2 separate regions of the Rattus norvegicus genome follow, and region 2 is linked to region 1. The links are chromatin contacts, called in public Hi-C maps. All regions are on one chromosome and are shown on one strand. Each heading gives the region's core, a stretch centred on a gene start, on an enhancer-like site or on the middle of the called end of the contact. The rest is flanking DNA. Distances are from core to core; before and after follow the strand shown. Region 1 holds the start of N4bp2l2 (NEDD4 binding protein 2-like 2). Region 2 holds the start of Rfc3 (replication factor C subunit 3).

Region 1 (4,377 bases), core at 1,164-3,663:
TCTTGGATTCTGTGACTATCAGGTCCACCTCGATGGGGGAAAACACCATCATCTACAGCTGATTTCAACTTTTTATAACATGGTTCCCTTGTTAGTTCTTTTCCAGGTCCCAAAAACTTAGCTTCAATTTCACTATAAGGCATCTGAGGAGTAAAGCATACAATTATTAGGACATATTTTTTAAAAATATAAACAGGGGTTGGGGATTTAGCTCAGTGGTAGAGCGCTTGCCTAGCAAGCGCAAGGCCCTGGGTTTGGTCCCCAGCGCCGAAAAAAGAAAAAAAAAAAAGAAAGTAAAAATATAAACAAAAGTGTTTTCTTGAGAGGAATTTTAGGATTTTTTTTTTTTTTGGTTCTTTTTTTCGGAACTGGGGACCGAACCCAGGGCCTTGCGCTTCCTAGGCAAGCACTCTATCACTGAGCTAAATCCCCAACCCCGATTTTAGGATTTTTTACACAAGCATTTAATAGTAGGATCTTCTCAACTACAGTCAAACTATAATTTTATAATCACGTATTTCTTAAATATTTATTTATTTAGTATATACCATACAGCTTTCTGCCTGCATGTATTCCCACAGGCCAGAAGAGGACACTAGATCTGATTACAGATGGTTGTGAGCCACCATGTGGTTGCTGGGTGTTGAACTCAAGACCTCTGAAGAGCAGACAGTGTTCTTAATCTCGGAGCCATCTCTCCAGCCCATATAATCACGTATTTTAAGTTCTGTTATAATAATTTATGGGAGGAGTCTGAAGTTATTATCATCTAAAAATATATGTGCACCTCATTTTTTGGAGGTACAGAAGATGAACTTATCTCATGCAAGCTAAACAAACACTCTACTACAGAGTTATGGCCTATGTCTTCTTCATGTTGTGAGAGTGTCGAAGTTGACAAGGGTGGCCTTGAATCCACTCTGTAGAATACAGTGAAGCCCTGAACTTTGCATCCTTCTGAGTTGCTGAGATTACAAGCCTATCTTTAACCAATCCACTCTAGAGTTTAGGAACCTAAATTTGGAAACTTAAATCCATATTGTGTGTATTTATATGTGTATGTATAGATCCAGAATTGAACATGTGTTTCTAAATTGAATTTAAACATGAATACCTTCCTGTTTAAAAATCACCATGTCTTTTGGAGTATAAGCTTCAATTTCCAAACTTCAATCATCTCTCTTTAGCATCCAAATACCAGATCAACTAAAATGCAGCCTTGGGGGCCTTTTCCTTTCAAGTAGTGTAAAAGCAGTTCCCAATTGAGTGTAAGAATTTGAAAAAAAAAAAAAGTTTTGAGTTTCAGTGACGATACAAATTATGCTCAGGAAAAATAATCAGGAAACTTTAAAAATCAAAACATTCAACTTTTCTAGTAGTTTCTCTAACTTAAAAAGTTCACTTTTCAGGCAGGGTGGTTTATGGCTGTAAACACTAGCGTTTGGGAGATGGAGAAAGGAAGATCAGGAGTTTACAACCAGCCTGGACTACAGAGTAAGTTCAATTACCCAAGACCCTGTCAATAAACTAACTTAATTAAAATTACACTTCTCTTGACAGGCCATGGTAGCTCAAACCTGTAATGCTGTCAATGGGAGAGTTCCAGTCCAGTATGGGCTGTCTACACAAATGGCTTCCATAGCAACCTGGTTTAGAGAGACTATGCCTTAAAAAAAAAAAATCACAACTTCGCTTCTCCTATCTTTTTTTTTTTTAACCGTTAAGAAACCAAAAGCTCTCTTTTAGTCAGTACTTCACTCGGCCTGCTCTTGGAAGCAAAACTAAAACCCCCACAAAGTAGGGAATAAAGGAGACAGGCCATTAGCAGAGATGAAGGAAGCTCCAACTGCGGAGAAAGCCATTTTCCCGGAAACAGCCCCCACCTCAGCCACATCCTCCCATTTCCTCATTCTAACGTCAGAGATACCCGAGGAAGAGCAGAGGGTGCACTAACATCGCCAGTACCCTACCTGGGCCCCCAGGCCTCCTGACCCCTAGGCAAGCTGCCAGGACAGAGGCGTCCCAGCTTCTCCGTCCCTAAGGAAAACGTCAAGATCCCTTCTAAGAATCCGGGGAGGCCTCGAAGGCTGAAAGGTTTCTTTTGGGGCTTCCACGCTCACAAATAGAAAGAATCGCGTCAAGCCACCAGTGAAAACTCGGCCGTTCACCTCAGATGAAACCGGAAATACCTCCCTTAACTACACCGGGACGCTTGCTCACCTCAAGCCACAGCTCTGTATGTACTTCCACCACCTTCCTCCCCAAGTCCTCCCCCAAAAAGAACTTCCGCGAATACACGAACCTCTGGGAAGTCGAGAGACCGTCCAAAACGTAGCTACTAAACGGAGCTGGAAAGAGACGCGAGACTGGAGCAGTTCCATACACAAGATGGCCGCCACCTCTTGGATTACCCATGCAGCACCGCGGGCTCACGCCAGGCATTATGGGGATTGAAGTCCGGCGTTCCCTGCAATCCTAGTTTACCTCGTGCCACCGAGACTCAGTCTTCCAGAGTCCATTGCATGACGCCTGTGCTATTTTGGCCACAAACGTAGACTCAGTCTTGTTCCCAGTCCTGGAGTTGGGGAAGTTAGTTAAAGAAACACCAACTTTGTAAAGGCAGCGACGTTCTCTGGCGTTCGCGACTAAAGGAAAAGAACAAGAGTGCTTGGCGCCCCCAGGTGGATGCGCAAGCCTCTGTGGTGAGTGAACAGTTTTCGGGCTTTTTAAGAGACAAAAGAATCAGACTAGGCTTCAAAGGAGAAAACATTTTGTATAACGGAATTCGGTTGCTATGGTTTCTCAGAAAGTAATTATACTTTCTGAAACTCCCACTCTTTGTTTCATTTGGACCCCCACAAGAAAATCGGCCATCTCGTATTCGAATAGGTCTTGGCTCCAACACAATAATGTTTTAATTTGAAAGTATAATAGCTAAAAGTCACAGTGTAGAATATTTACATTAGAATGCTTAACACCATTATTATGACCCAGAGGGCTCACAACCTATCCTCTTGCAGGATCTTCTTGAAATACAATTTTTACAGCAACTTTTGTTTCCTCGTATTTAGCTTCAAGTTCTGCATCATTTTTATAAAAATAAACACTTAAAAAATTACTATGTGTTTTATCTGAGTAAACACACACACACACACACACACACACACACACACAGAGTGAGTGTCTGGTGCACAGGAAAACCAGGAGTGTGTCAGATCTCATGGAAACCAGGTTGACCTTAAATGCCATATAAGCCAAGGTAATTTCACCTAGAATTTAGAATTTCTGATTCTCCTGCTTGGATTACAGGCCTGCACCTCTATACCCACCCTAAGGGAAACATTTTTCTTTTTGACATTCATGGTGATGTCATCTCATTGTAATATCTTACATTTTAATAACATGTCATTGAAAAGTTAAATAGTAGGAATACTTTTATTTTCTCATTTTTCCTTGCACATGCTGAGCTGGCAGTTTTCTACTGCCATAACTCCTGGCCAGTATTGGGTCCTGGGGATTGAGTTCAGGTTGTCCAGGCTTAGCAGTGAGTGCCTTTATCTACTGAGCCCTCTCACCAGCCCAAATAAAATTTCAAAGATGAAGTTTCCATATACTTCCTGTGTTGGTCCATTTAAACTGTTAAAAATGCCTTTCTTTCATTTTTAAGTATTAGAAATCTAGAGGTTGGGGATTTAGCTCAGTGGTAGAGCGCTTGCTTAGCAACCGCAAGGCCCTGGGTTCGGTCCCCAGCTCCGAAAAAAGAAAAAAAAAAAAGTATTAGAAATCTATTCCCATAGTTTTTTTTTTTTTCTTTTTTTCGGAGCTGGGGACCGAACCCAGGGCCTTGCGCTTGCTAGGCAAGTGCTCTACCACTGAGCTAAATCCCCAACCCCTATTCCCATAGTTTTGGAGGTTACAAAGTCCAAGATAATTTGTGAGGGCATCTCCTTGGGTATAAATACTGCATCTTCTAGCCATTTCTCCTATCTCTCAACATGGACAGACAGGGCAAACAGCACCTTCTAAATTTATGTGTGTGTGTGTGTGTGTGTGTGTGTGTGTGTGTGTGTGTGTGTGTGTGTAAAAGTATGTGTGAGCATGTGCATTCGCGTATATACCATTACGCTTGTGTAAAGGTCAAAGGGCAACTTTTCAGGAGTTGGTTCTCTCCATCCGCCTTACTTTGAGGCAGGATCTCTCTTGTTTTATTGTTGTACTATGTCTCTCTTGTTTTATTGTTGTACTATGTATTCTAGGCTAGCTGGTCTCCTGTACACTTCTGGCTGATTCTCCTGTCTGTATGGTCCACCTTGCAGTAGGTGCCACCTCACCCAGGTTCCTATCATGGCTTCTGGGGATTGAATTCGGGTCATCAAT
Region 2 (4,377 bases), core at 1,331-3,830, 800 kb after region 1:
TTCCCAGTATGACTGGATTTCAAGAGCAGAGATAATGCAAGCTGCAGTAATGGAGTTGCTTAGCAATAGGAAGTGACATAGAAGCTGGAAGCGCCATGAGGAGATGTGAAGGAAGAAGGAAGTGGGTGCAGCCTAGCAACTGGGCAAATAAGGAAGCTCCTTTCTGTGGAAGGTGAAGTATAAATTCAAACTAAGTGGGGACACAATGAAATGAATGCATCTGAGGTAAATCTGGGAAGGACTTAGGAGAAGGGTGAATACCATTTTAAAAATATGTGTTTTGGGTTTTTTGTTTTTTGTTTTTTGTTTGTTTTTTTTTTGTTGTTGTTGTTGAGCCAGTCAGCAGTGCCCTTTCAGGTCTTCTGCTTCATTTCCAGCCTTCAGGTTCCTGCTTGAATTCCGGCCCTCACTTCCCATGATGCTCGGGGGAAGTGTAAACCAGATAAACACTTCCCAAGTTGATGTTGGCCAGTGCTTATCACAACAACAGAAATAAGACTAGAACACTCTGCCAGTGTGACATTCTCAAAGGGCAAATTAATAAGAACGCTATGTTAAAAAAATAAAATGAATTCTCTCTGCATTTTGCTACTCATACATTAAATAGATAAACAAACAAACGAACAAGCAAGCAAGCAAACAAGGACTAAATGTTACATTCTCATGAAACCCCAGAATAAATGCCCGGAATATTCCATATAGTGACTCTAGCTTTCAAAAGAATGTTTGAAACAGAACTCTTTCCACTTTATTGCGTTGACATTAGGCCCCGGTTCTGCCTCCCAGGCCTATGCTCCCAGAAGTAAGACCATTTATTTTAACCTACATCTTGCCACATGGCTGGTTACCTATGCTCAGGTACCATGTGTCCATTTCCTCACCTCTTTTGGGCTCCTCTCCCCCTGCCTCTATGTCTCCCAGAATTGTTTCTCCACAAACCACCCCTCCCCACAGGTCTTCTACTTCTATTTCTTTCCTAAGCCGTAGGCTGTTTAATTGATGGGTAAGGTATCTGTACAATGCACAAGACACTCTGTGGTTCCCCTTTTCACTTCAATATAAAGCACTTTTTCCTTCAAACATAAATCGAATATGATTATATAACGATTATGAAAACCCTAAGGCATGATGTACGTTTATAATGTCCATTCTATTTATACTTGGCAATTTAGATAAAGCACTTTTGTACCTAAATCATTTTCGATTTAACTTGTTTTACCATCCCAAAAGCATCTTTTAAAACCTAGAACATCTTTCTGAATGTTAAACAACTTAAGCTTAATTGACAGACTGTAACTACGTGGTCTTTAATACTCTACTGCACCCAGGGACATGCCCATGTAGTAGTTTGTATGATGATTCCAAACCTCACCAAGCTGACAACCAAGACTGACCGGTGCAACAAGCTTCCGGGTGTCCCGAAGTAACTTCTGAAGCTACTCCAGGCAGCAGGGCAGAGCTGGCCTTGGCCACTGGCTGTGATGTGAGGACTCTCTCCCTCCTTCCCAACTACTACCCCAGGTCTCATAAGTTGAAGAAATCCGAGCATGGCTGTAAGATAAAAAATACGGGGGGGGGGGGGGTTTGGGGATTTAGCTCAGCAGTAAAGCCCTTGCCTAGGGAGCGCAAGGCCCTGGGTTCGGTCCCCAGCTCCGGAAAAAAAAAAAAAAAAAGAAAAAAAAATACGGGACAACCAATTAAAATCCAATTTCAGATAAAAATTAATCTCACTGCGATATTGCCTGGGGCACACACACCAAAATTTTATTGGAGATCTAAATGAATGGGGGCATCTGTGTTTTTGTATTTGTGAAAACAAGTAAAACTAGGGGAGGTTTTGTTGTTGTTGTTGTGGGTTTTTTTTTCTTTTCTTTCTTTCTTTTTTTTTTTTTGCTATGTTCTCTCCATATTCTTTCAATCTTTTAGAACATAGCACATACTCTAGGATCCACCACGAACTATCTGTCTTTATGCAAGTTTGTCTGTCATGCTTCTGGGCACTGTTGCCAAATCCCAGTAGCACCTGCCTCACTCTCCATCTCTGAAAGTCTTTCCATGCTCACTATCCCAGTGTATCAAACATGGCCCTTTCAATACTTTTGCTTCCAATTTCATTTTCTTTCTCACTTCAGAGCACACAGTTCACAGAGTCATAGGCAAATACTCATTGACCATTGACGGATTGATTTATTTATTTATTTATTTATTTATTTATTTATTTATTTATTTATTTATTTTAAGGAAAAAACAGTTCTACAAAGATAGCAAATTAGGTAGCACTAATTAGAATGGAGTTGTGAACCGGTGAATAAATGAAAGAATGAAACGGGGGAAACCTCCTTCGCTCAGCACTCATATTGGACATCCTGCCTGTCAGAGATACATCTTTAACTCCTTCGAATGTTTTCTACAATGTCACAGAGAGAGAACAAAGGGACAACGACAGCACACCCCATAAACGCAACGACTGTTGGTGTAGTGGCGCAGTGGGAACTGCAGCGACCACTTCAGGCCCCGTTTGGATTTCCCAGCCTCCCTAACCGGAAGTCGCTGGCTGCCGGAAATGACGTCGCAGCCTTTCGCGCTCGCGGGAAAACTCGTCTGTCTTGGTGACGGGCTCGCCGGTGGGGCTGTGAAGCAGCCATGAGCCTCTGGGTGGACAAATACCGGCCGAGCTCCCTTGCACGGCTGGACTATCACAAGGAGCAGGCAGCACAGCTGCGCAACCTGGTAAGCCGACCGGGAGGGCGAAGGCTGCCCGGCTCGGCTCTTCCTGCACAGCCGGGGAAGGGAGGAGACGGGCGCCCCAGTGTCAGCGAGGGGATCAGAGTGACGAGTTCCTCAAAGTGCAGTGTTTTTGCTGCGTGGGTTCCCATGAGTTTGGTGTGAGGACCTGAAGAAGGCCAGTGTAATGGAGAATAATGAGCAAGGACCGGCTGTAGGGGGCGGGGATGGGGATGTGCCCCGGCGTCTGTGTCTCTGCAAGGGCCAGATAGGCGCTTCTGCTACAGGTTTGTTTTTGTTTTGTGATGCATACACTAATTTAAAATAGAACATTATACTCTGTTTATACAAATACCTGTTTTCCTTCAGTAGCGTTGATGTTCAGTTTCCTAAAGGCAAGATACACCGTCCATGCTAATAGTACTCTTTCGTTTGATAGAACTGTTATTGCTGCCTTTTCCATAGCTTCGCATCAACCCCGTTCTAGTGTGAAGTTCTTCTATATCTCCCAAGTGAACTTACAAGGAAATCAGTGCACCTACGCCTGAGCAAGAGGACCAGTTTTGGGGTACCCGGGCCAGACAAGCATATGTCTTAGTTAAGAGATGTATTTCACCTTTGGTCACCCCTTATTTTCAAACGGGCCCTTCAGATAGCTTACTTAGGGAGTTCTAACTTTTAAGCATTTAACATGCCTTGTGTGTTCTGTGTTGTGCATGTAAGTTAGATTAAATTAGTGTCCAGAGTTTGGTACATATTTTCTTGGAATTGGATGATAAACTGAGTGTCTTGGTATTTTAAAAGTAGTTTAGCTTGGCTCACCTACTTTAAGTAGGATCGAATGTCTTGTTCTTTTGTCCTTAGGTGCAGTGTGGAGACTTTCCTCACCTCTTAGTATATGGACCATCGGGTGCTGGAAAAAAGACAAGAATTATGTGTATTCTACGTGAACTTTATGGTGTTGGGGTGGAAAAACTGAGAATTGAGCATCAGACTATCACAGTAAGCATCTCCGGTTGAGGCTTAGCAGCTGTTTCTGGTGGGGATTTTCAATCCTGGTCATGTGTCTACCTCTCCCACCACTGACCCCCTAGTGTGTGACCTAAGAAGTTGTGTGCCTGTGTGCTCATGTTTGTGAAGGCGGGGTGCATAGTAGAACTGGCGGCTGCCAGTCCTCTCTCATTTTGTTTAAGAGAAATGTTCCCTTGCTATCCCCCGAGTCCAGCTGGCGGACCTGGGAGGGAGCTTATGGAGATTCTCCCATCTCTGCTTCCCGCCGCTCTGTGAGGTCCCCGGTATCACAGACAGTTGCATTTGTACTAGTGCTAGATTTAGGTGGCGCCATCAAGTTGGCATGTGTCCGCACAACACGTGTATTTCGCTCAGCCATTTCCCCGGTCCCTGACATGCCCTTCTCTCTTTTAAGTGCTACTCAGCCTGGCAGAATTGGCAGCTCCTTACACCTGGTAGTGTGTTAGTGTGCCTTGGTTATGCTTTTACCTTGGTTATCTTTTACCTCGGCAAGACTGTATTTGTTTTGAAGTTATGTAGAGGATGTGTCATGCCTAGTGTCAAGTCCTCCATGGTATCGCATACGGTGTCTTAACGGTATTTTGTATTCAGAAAGGGAAAAAAAAATGCTTAGCGTGGATG

The links. A called contact is a pair of places that touch in the nucleus more often than the background predicts.
Region 2: a Hi-C map of liver shows a contact between it and region 1, with 3 times the contacts expected there. The contact joins the promoter of Rfc3 here to the promoter of N4bp2l2 in region 1. A contact is called at or near these places in 7 of 12 Hi-C or Micro-C datasets (the A7r5 cell line, the Rat2 cell line, Schwann cells and 4 more).

Annotation. Positions count from the first base shown.
Region 1 is chr12:5,033,263-5,037,639 of GRCr8, forward strand. It overlaps N4bp2l2 (NEDD4 binding protein 2-like 2), which reads right to left and starts at 2,414. Exons shown (of 6, transcript NM_001005533.2): 1 at 2,303-2,414; 2 at 1-143. The coding sequence starts at 143.
Region 2 is chr12:5,833,988-5,838,364 of GRCr8, forward strand. It overlaps Rfc3 (replication factor C subunit 3), which reads left to right and starts at 2,581. Exons shown (of 9, transcript NM_001009629.1): 1 at 2,581-2,730; 2 at 3,589-3,726. The coding sequence starts at 2,644.